Linked DNA regions of Mustela erminea: region 1 is linked to region 2. Evidence: chromatin contacts called from public Hi-C data. All regions are on one chromosome and are shown on one strand. Each heading gives the region's core, a stretch centred on a gene start, on an enhancer-like site or on the middle of the called end of the contact. The rest is flanking DNA. Distances are from core to core; before and after follow the strand shown.

What was found. A called contact is a pair of places that touch in the nucleus more often than the background predicts.
Region 1: a Hi-C map of fibroblasts shows a contact between it and region 2, with 4 times the contacts expected there. The contact joins the promoter of RAD9B here to the promoter of CCDC63 in region 2. A contact is called at or near these places in 2 of 3 Hi-C or Micro-C datasets (fibroblasts and spleen).

What each region holds. Positions count from the first base shown.
Region 1 is chr13:84,584,596-84,589,622 of mMusErm1.Pri, reverse strand. It overlaps RAD9B (cell cycle checkpoint control protein RAD9B), which reads left to right and starts at 3,029. Exons shown (of 11, transcript XM_032310789.1): 1 at 3,029-3,213. The coding sequence starts at 3,177. It overlaps VPS29 (vacuolar protein sorting-associated protein 29), which reads right to left and starts at 2,973. Exons shown (of 4, transcript XM_032310792.1): 1 at 2,859-2,973. The coding sequence starts at 2,861.
Region 2 is chr13:84,302,323-84,307,264 of mMusErm1.Pri, reverse strand. CCDC63 (coiled-coil domain-containing protein 63) reads left to right here and starts at 1,462. Exons shown (of 12, transcript XM_032311035.1): 1 at 1,462-1,592.

The DNA of each region.
Region 1 (5,027 bases), core at 1,780-4,279, 280 kb before region 2:
ATCTTAAAAAAAAAACGGTTTCAATCCAGATCTTCGTGGATAAGACATCTTACTGTAAAACTAAAAACAACTACGAAGTTTCAACTCTCATGGGTAATCAATGCAAAAGTACCTGGAGAGAGAACAGTCTTCATCTTTAGAGGGGGATCCCTTCGGATATGGACTGAAGTACATAGTTAATGTGGGAAGCTGGCATTTGAGAAAAAGGTAAAAAAAATAGATTTCTATAGTTAAAAAAAAAAAAGAACCTCAAACTCATAAAGGGTGTACGTCTACCGCAGGATGAAAATCTTTGGCACTGATAATGAATGAGCTGTTCAATCTGAATGTGCTCAAAAAGATATTAGTTTGATATGATACTTCATAATGATCAATGACCTCAATTCTATCATGTATTCTGGATTATGCCCAAGTGTACCCAGATTATTAGCAGTTTAAAGATAAAACTATAGGAATGACCAAACAAAAATTATTTCAAACTAGTAAAGATTCTTACTAAGACTCTTGTTTCATGTAGGTGACTACATTATAGTGTCGCATAACAAATGTCATACTCTGCGGAATTTCCTTGCCCAAACTCCACACTTTGGACAGTTCAGGTTAGACAAAGTTTATAGTCTTTTGAGACAGCAAAAGATCCTGAACTGGCAGTCTTATTAAATTCAAATAAGAACCAACCCAATCAAAGCATAGGAAGTTGGCCACTTCCTATTGGAGAGACTGTAAAAGGGTGAAAATCCCAGTAATCAGCCACCCGACCACCGCTGTTAGTACGAGCTAAGAGAAGAAACTTACTCTGTGCCCAGCCTTAGTGGAATGAAGAAGTTGATTGCAGACAGGGGAATGAAAAAAAAGGGTGAAACATGACCAATGTTAAAAGAAAGCAACGAAAAGAAACAAACCAAAAACAGAGCAACGAAAAACTCATATCAAATGAATACGCAAACAATTGTTAATGATTTCTGGGTGTTATGAGAGAAAATGTTAAAAACTGGCTTTGCTCAAAACATCACCAAAAGAACCATTTGCTGTATTTTTAAACATGACACACACATACACACACTGTAAAAAAAGAAAAAGGAAAACTGCCTTGTCAATTTTTTCTGCTTCTCATCTTATTCTCTATATCGCTTTCCTCCCCTTTCGTTTCCTGTTGTCTAGAATTTTATAAGACAATTTGGAAAATGCATCAGTAACAATGTAAATGAAAGCTAACATTTTGGTGGATTCTTAAAGACTAATTATTCCTCAAGTATACTCATTTTAATTCTCTTATGCTCAAAATTCTAGCAGGTGGAAAATTTATGCCACAGCTAGATCCTTGTTTTGTAAAGATCTAACACAGCATTTTGAATAAATTATCAGATGGTGAAGTCACCAACTAAAGATGATAAAAGAGCAAAAACATTCATCCAGCCAAAACTGGACCCTCTCCACACCTGAATTTGCTGCCCACTGACACTGGACATTACTAAGTGTTGAACATTTCTAGTCTACTTTGCCAAGTGAAAGGTATTTAATCATAAAAGAATCAGCTAATGCTAAATTTTGCCCAATTCTATCTCAGGTGACAAGTTACGTTCCAGTATAACTACCCTAAAAAAGTGTTCATCTTTCAAAAAAACTTGAGAAACATGAGTATGGAATCATGTCATCTTCTCAAAACTGTCTCAAAATTACTGTAAACTGAACTGGAGTCTGTTTAGAAGCAAAAATAAAAAACGGGATTAACGCCTTTCACATATACAAAGACACCAAAGAAGCATGTACCGTAAATCTTTGGCTGTCACATCTATAAGCCACCTTAAAGGATATGCTTGTCATAGAACCGTGATAATCTTAAAAATACCATGGATGCTTATCAGAAAGAGAAGTCCCTTTAGAGTTACCCTCAGCAACACAAATAGCAAAAATACTGATAATCGGAGCTCTTTTTGAACACGTTCTTAACTTTTTAGGGGGTGAAAGGCACCTCTGAAAATCTGATTACAGTTATGAGCCCTCTTCAGTAGCAGCTCCTGAGCTTTTAGGTAGGACGGTCTTGGGGCAGAAGCCTACTGGAGGCCAGCGCGTGAGGGGCCAGCCCTGAAGCTGGCTGGGCAATCTTGATGAACGAATGAGGTAAAACTCCCCAAAGTACCCCCTTGGCGCCAGCACTGGCTCTTTACCTGAAAAAACATACATATTCACAAAATTTTCTAATTTCAGGGAGCTCATAAACCCTTTAGAAAACAACAGTTCCAGCCATTCTAAGAGCCAAATCCAGTCCCCTGGGGACTCCCTACCACATTTCAATGGCAGCTGCACTTTATTTCAAGGGCGAAAGGGATATTTGTACTCCTTTTCCCCAGAAGGCAAATTAAAATGGATAGGGGATTATGCTCGTTACTTCCCGTTTTGCATCCCAGAAGCCAGCTTCCAACACATGCGGTGGCAACCAGCATACCCCAAGCAGAAGGAGGTGCCTTTTGAGGGAAAGGAGTAGGGAAACGTCTGGAAACGGAGGGGATGCAATGCCCCTCTCTCGGGGACGCCGGAGGCCCAGGCCTAAAGGCCTTTTCCGGATCGGGCGTGCGGGTCTCGTGACTGGACGAGCCGCTGAGACGGGCCCTTTCCTAACCACGGGCGTCCTCTGGCCCCCGGGTCGGGGGTGCGAGGCCAGAGCCGGCCGCACCCAGAGGTGGCTTCTCCTTATCCTCTCCTGCCCTCCCCCTAAGCCTTCACCAGGCCTGGCCCTGGGCTGCGCGCCACCAACTCCGAAATGGCCCACGCCCTCGCCTAGAGACTCCCAGTTGCTCCCAACGACGCAGCACCGCGGCCAAGAGCTAGGCCTCGGTCGCCGCATCTGCCGTCCTCACCATCCTGTCACTGGGCTCCGCTCAGTTACCAGCACCGCCGCCGCCTTCTTCCTCGGGCTCCTCGGCGACCCGCCCACTTCGCTCTCAACCAATGACAGGTGGAGTCGGCGGAAGCCGGCCTACGGGGGCCCGCTGAGGCCCTTCTCCGCCGTAAAACGTAGCTGCTCTTTGGGAAATGGTGGCGGGGAGGGGCGGGGGTGGGGGCGGGAGGGAAGGAGTAAGATCTCGAAGCCTCGAAAAGAGCGGGCGACATCCGGGCATCTGGGGGCCGTCGAGCAGAGGCGTGCCTTGGAGCGCGGCTTGTTAGGGGCCGCGGCCATGCTGAAGTGCGGGATGAGCGGCAGTCAGGTGAAAGGTGGAGCGACTTTCTTGCCTTCCTATGTAGAAAAGGGAAAGAAAATAAAAAAGGGCGATTGAGAGCGAGCGAGCGAGAGAGACCTTATAAGGTTCATGGGGGCGATTTCCCCCTTGTCCGTTATGTGTAGGGGTTGGCAACACAAGGCCCGGCTATGAACCACCGCCACCCACCCAGGCTCCTAGTAGCTTCCGAGGGGAGGAAGAGGGCCTATCGGCTTTGATTAATGCGTAGTATTTATTGTCTTCAGTGTCCGTGAAATGAACCTGCACCATTGGAACAGAGATTTGGAATGCGGGCCTCAAACTCAGAATGATAAGGACTGCGTGAGGAGGAGTTTGGGGGGGCGGGGGGAAGAGGCTTGAACAGTTCAAGTATTTTAGTCCCACGAGGAAAGCATCAGCCTGGTTTTTATTCCGGATTCTACCATTTTTCGATGTAGGACCTGGGACAATTCACTGAATCACTGTGGGGGCTCCGTTTCCTCGTCTGTAAAAATGAGAATAATGACAGCATTTTCGTCATAGGGCTTGTGGGGATGAAACAGATGAAACAGAGGGATGTAAAGAGCTCAGTAATAGACGGGACGGCGCAGGAACTGTTCTGTGTTATCGATGGTGCTTACACATCAGTTACCCCAGAAAGTCTCTGTTTAAGAGAAGAACGGTTTCCCACAGATTGTAACGTGGAAGTGACCGTAGAAGGGCGTCTTGTGTCGTGGTTAGCTTCCTCCGGGTTGAGGCCATCCGTGGAACGGTAGTAATGAACAGGAAAGGGAAGCACAAGCTCCCGGCTGTTACAGGTTCTCAGTGTTCTAGAACTTCTCTAGCAGTGTATATAGCTCAGTTCTCAATAAACAAATATTTGTATGATTGTTTTGCTTTTCCTCCTGGACAGGGCTCAAGGCACTGGGAGGGCAGGATCCATTCCTGTCCTGTTCATTGCTCTGCCCGCATGGCGGTAGTTGTACTCGGAACATAGTAGGGGCTCAAAAACTATTCATTGGATGAGTGAAAGGTCTGCATCAGGCAGCTCCAGGAAAAAGTGTTGAATAGAAAGTGGTAAAAAGGGAGAAATGCCTCTAACCTCCCCCCTACCCCGGCCCCCTTCATTCTATCTCAGTTTCAGGCTGGCATCGCCAATTCACACGCTTCTGATTCTTAAGCATTATAATTTGATTTTATGTTCTGAAATTTTTTCTTTTTTCTACTGTTCTGTAGATTGATGTGGCCATCCATTTTATCTATCTATTTGGGAGACAGAGGCAGAGTTCATGCTGAGCATAAAGCCCAACAGTATCCTCTATCTGCCACATTTTGTACTTATTCATAATTGTTAAGAATATTAATACTGTTATATCAGATTAGACAGATATGTCACCCAGCCTAGCCTCTCTTCCTTACACGGCATCCGAGTGTGTTTGGTGGGAAGATCTGGCATCTTGCACGCTAACCTCAAATATCAGAGATGCATCTCGAATGCCTCTAATTTCTCTGTGTTGACCTTGCCACCCGTGAAGTTATTAAATTCCTTCAAATCCCTCCATGCTCTGTTTTCACACTTCTTTTTTGGGAGGGGAGAGGAGGCAGGTAATATATGTATTTAAACCAAGTCTAAAAATATGTTAGTATGGAAATTGGCTTGCCACAGTAGCTCCATGCAGATATACAGAAAGGAAGAGTGTGCAATATATCATTTTGCACACACTGTAAATTTATTGAGCTCTTACTATATGTCTTACATTTTGTCAAGAGTATTATGTATTTAAAACAATTTTTAGCATTGGTCTATAAAACACTGTTCTTTGTGCATTA
Region 2 (4,942 bases), core at 213-2,712:
GCTTTGGCAAGCTGGTATCTCACTCTGCTCCAAGCCCCGCTGATGGAGCTGAAGATCCCTTTAGCAGAATCAGTTCTGGCAGGTTCTAATTTAAAAAGCCTCACACTTCTCTGCATGGGGGCTGCTGAGATCTGCATCCATAAAGGCAGGGAGAGTAAATTCTTCAGAGGAGAACCTATTTTTAACAAGTCCTGGACCTAATTGAACTTAATCGTTTTTCAGTCGCTGACACTTGAAATGTGTGAGTCACTAGGCTATGTATGGAGCTGAGGGCTATGGTGGCCCTTTAAATAGCAAAGAGATGGTAGCTATCAGCTTCCAGAAGAGCTGCTAGGGTCTGGGGCTATGGCTTCACTCAGGGTTGCCCCTGAGACAGACAGCCCTGCATTCCAGTCCTGGCTTATCCACTTGCTGCAGCAGTCGCTATTTCTTCAAGCCTGTTTCCTCATCTGTAAAATAAGGGTGGGAACACTTGCCCCAAAACATTTCATGTGAGTCATCAAGGCCTGACAGGAGGCTTCCCAAAATCTTCATTCTACTTGGCATGAATATTCACATGTTTCCTTGAAGAAACATTAATGTGCCTGGTTATGACATGTTGCCCAAACCCCATACATGATATACCATTACACTAACTTTCCTCATGGTTACAACGTGGCTGCCAGCAACATCAGGGACAACATGTTTCCTTGTGCACCACATTAACTTTCTGAAGCCAAAAATACAGTAAGTTCTAAAACACATCTTGTCCCGAGAGTTTAGGGATAAGACAATGGAGATCTTAGTGTGACTGAGCTACATACAGTTATTCCAGGGCCTAGTTGGTAAGGTAAAAATCACATTGAATCATGATCACCCTAGAAAACCAATACCCCCATCATTTGCCTTGAGCAATGTGGCTGCTTCTTGAATTTAGTCCAGAAAGAAGTGGTCAGTTGGTGTTTGGGGGCCATTTGTATGGAAAATGTTTATCTTTAAACTACTCCATTTGGCCTGTGAAAAATGCTCCTGCCAGGAGTCATGGGTGACCTGGGTCAGACTAGGGTTCCCTGTGTCATGCTCACAGAGGGTGGGTGTGGGTCCTCCTGAAGAAAATGACGGGCAATGTCCCCGCTGCTGGTGAAGTTCGTGTTGTCTTTAATTAATTGTTTCTCTCTTGTTTTGCAGAGCAGGAAGAAATGGGTCCGTTTTGGTGCGTGTGGAGGGTGTACCCATCGCAGCTGCGGTAAGGCTGTGGGGAGAGTGTGAATGCAGGTGCCAGCGATGAGGGAGCCCCTGAGATGGCGACTGAGTGGCGGTGGGAGTGGCTGTTACTGACTAACGTGAAGGTAGCTACTCTGGAAAGGGGTCGCTGAGAGGTGTGTCAGTCCTCCACCGTCGACCTTCTCGCCATTCGCTTGGGTTCTCTTCCAGAGCCTTCCAGGGAAGAACGCCTGTCTGTGCGGGTCACAAAGGCGCCAGTTCCAGGGCTCCGAGAACTTCCAGACGCGGGGCTGGGGGTGGGTGCAGCGGGGCCGCGCAGCGAGCATTGGTCTCGGTGCCCTCGGAACTGCCCCCGCCATCTGACACGCAGCTGGGGCTGGCGGCCCCGGGTAAGTTTCACCACTTGCTGCTCCACAGCTCCCCCTGCTGGTGGCGGCCCCCAGCCCATTTCCTTTAAGCTGCCCTAAAGCTGGAAAATATCATAAGCTCCCTCAATTAAACATAAACTACAATGCGTAAAATAACTTCAAGAAAGTTCAACAAACTCCCATTTCACCCTATAAATATCCCATTAAAAAAAAACTGTTTTTCTGTACCCGTACTTGGCTAATGCCCCAAGTACATCTTTAACTTACCACCAGGTTGGGCAGCCTTTGTTCAGGTTTTATAGGCTCCTCTCTCAGACCTGGCATTTTATAACCCATGCAGTCATGGGTCTGGCTTTTCCTTTAATGACAGTTGTAAAAATTCAGCAGCAGAGGAGGAGCCTGCCTTCCCTGCCCCTGCTAATTAAATGTTAGTTGGGAAAGGTGATCTCTTCATTCATTCAAACACTTATTTGCTAAGAGCTTATCCTGTGCCCCAGACTATAGATGCTGTAGTGGCTGGACTGAAGCCCAGGGAAGCGGAGGGCATGTGCTTGAGGGCAGGCTTTGAGCTTCCTCTCTGGAATCGCAAAGTCAAATTCCTGCTAGCTCTGGGCAGTTGCAGAGAATGTGGGAATTGGAGAGAGGAGTTAGGTAGGCACTAGGGAGCAGTGAAGTCTGCAGCCAGGAGAGTGAGTACAATACCCACATTCGTATTTTAAAACACTGCTTGCTAAGGGGCGCCTGGGTGGCTCAGTGGATTGGGCCGCTGCCTTCGGCTGGGGTCATGATCCCAGTGTCCTGGGATTGAGTCCTGCATCGGGCTCTCTGCTCAGCGGGGAGCCTGCTTCCCCTTCTCTCTCTGCCTAACTCTCTGCCTACTTGTGATCTCTCTCTGTCAAATAAATAAATAAAATCTTTTAAAAAATTAAAAAAAAAACACTGCTTGCTAAACAGGATGGAAAGAAGGTTGAACCCACCCATAGGCCTCAAGTTTGAGACCCTGGAATGAGAGAGAGGTGAGCCAGGGGCTGGAATACTGGTGGGGCTCTGAAGGCTCAGCTGTGAGAATGGGGATGATTCTCTGTAGGGAACACAGTGGGCCCAGCCCAGGGGGCACAGACAGAGAAAGACCTATGTTGGTGTCTGGAAGCTAGGGAGAGCCTAGCTCTCTAGGGGAGCCTGGCTCGGGTGTGTGGAGTGGGTATCAGCAAAAAGGTGGGAAGTGGATGGTGCCTCCAGTTCCCCGGGAAAAACACACAACACAACCAAATAACTCAAGGGCAAGATAAACTGATACTTGACAGTCCTGATTCACAAACAAGGTACATTCATCAAACACCTGTTATGTGCTAGGCACTGTGCTAAGAGCTTTATACACATTAGTTTATGCCGAGAGTTCGGTATGAGTATCCCCATTCAAAAGATGAGGAGACTGAGGCTCGGAGAGGTAGAATCATACTGTCATTGATTGTCATGTTTACTTGAGTCCTGCTTTTAGAAAGGTGTATCACAGATTCACTTAGGTCCAGAAGAGCCCTTGAACATAGAAAAGCTCCTGGGCAATATGAAATTAGAGCTGCGTAAAACTCATAAATAGAAAGAGGTCCGAAAGCGAGTATCTTTTGCCTAAGCCATATCAGTCGAGTAAATCCTGCTACGTCCTCTACCCCCACCCTGAGCTCTCCTACACACTGATCTTATTATATTCTTGCTTTTAAGGAACCTCCAGACTTTTCCAGACTTCTTTGCCAATCACTTCTCCCTGGATGTCACCACTTATATTAGATCACACACCACTCTGAATATTCCTTTCATCCACTTGCCTCTCAACCTTGGGCCAGCTAGTAATTTCTACCCAGAATTCCTTCCCCACTTTTCTTCTCCTCTTGTTGAACTCCTATTCATCCTTCAAAACCCAAATTAAAATTTATTTCCTTTGTAGAGCCCTTTCCACTGTATTACCCTAGACAAAATTCATATCACCTTGAAGGCCGACTTACCACTGGATTCCCTAAAATGTTTAGCACACGGTAGGGGTTTAGTCTGTGTGCTAATGGAATTAAGCACTTTGGGCAGGAGAACTCATTTGGTTACAAGCAATAGAAAACTCCTCTCAGATTGTTTTAAGAGAGTATGTTATTTGTGTAACTAGATATGACCCAGAGGCATCTTTCAGGCTTGGTTAAGTCCAGGGGTTTGGATGATGTCCCCAAGTTTCAATCTCTTACCATTTTTGTCTTCTCCATGTTAGCTTTATTTTCAGGCTCCCTGCAGAGGCAAGAACGTTGCCAGCCACTCTCTACCTCATTCAATAGGTTCAAGAGCAGCAGGAAACAAAATCCTTCTCTTCTGAGTGTTCCAAGTTTAAACCCCACTATTCGTTCTGCTGGGATGAGTCTGTGTCAAGTTCCCAACCCTATAATGATCACCCTGACGGGGTTGGGGGGGTGGGGATTATGCAGATAAGCTAGGGATCTGGCATTCTGATTGGCCCTTCCAGAGTCACATATTCCAAGCTGATAGGAAGGGGTGGGGTCAGTCCCAGGGTCAAAAAATGACTGCAAGTGAAGGTGAGGGTGGTTTCCCAGAACAAATCCAGGTGTTGTCACCAGAAGCTAGAGGAATACCGCACTCTCCTCAGCCCTCATAAACAGTTACTACACTGGACCTTCACCAGATGAAACACTCCATACAATACCATTATCATTCCAGCCTGTTTGCTGAGCACTTACTATGTGCCAGGCTCAGTGAGGTGCCTTAAGGCTTCCCAACCTATGAGGTGCCTTCTAGAACTTCTCTTATTTTCCAGAGGAGGAAATGAGGCCCAGAGGACGGAAATGACTTGCCCAAGGTTAGTAAGTGGAGGAGGAGGAATTTTTGCCGAGATCTGATGATTGACACAACTAATACTTTAACCCACTGGACTGCCCACCCACCCTCAGTGGGTGGCAAAGCTAGAAGTTTCTGCTTTAGAAATCTAGCCCTTCAAGTCTGGGAGTCGGGGTGCCGTGGATCTCACAGCCCTCCGGGTCTTGTAGGGTTAACATTGTCTTCCCCTCCTCTGAATTCATGGCCCAGATGAAGTTCAAGTTATGACTTGATAAAAGTGCCTCTTGGTACCTCTGGATCCTGCTTTAAAAGGCAGGTGTATATAAGTGTGCATTCTATCCTTAGCTGAAGCTGATGCTGGACTAATTGCATGGACTAACCCATCAGAGGTCACATTGCCCTGATGCCATTTGCCCCCTCTTCTTCTGGAACACAGGGAGCAGGAGGGTAACCAATATGCCAGAACCATCTGCCTGGCTCCTAATAATAAATTGTGAGAGGAACGGGTTTCAGGCTTGCATTGCTTATTAAAAAAAAGAGAG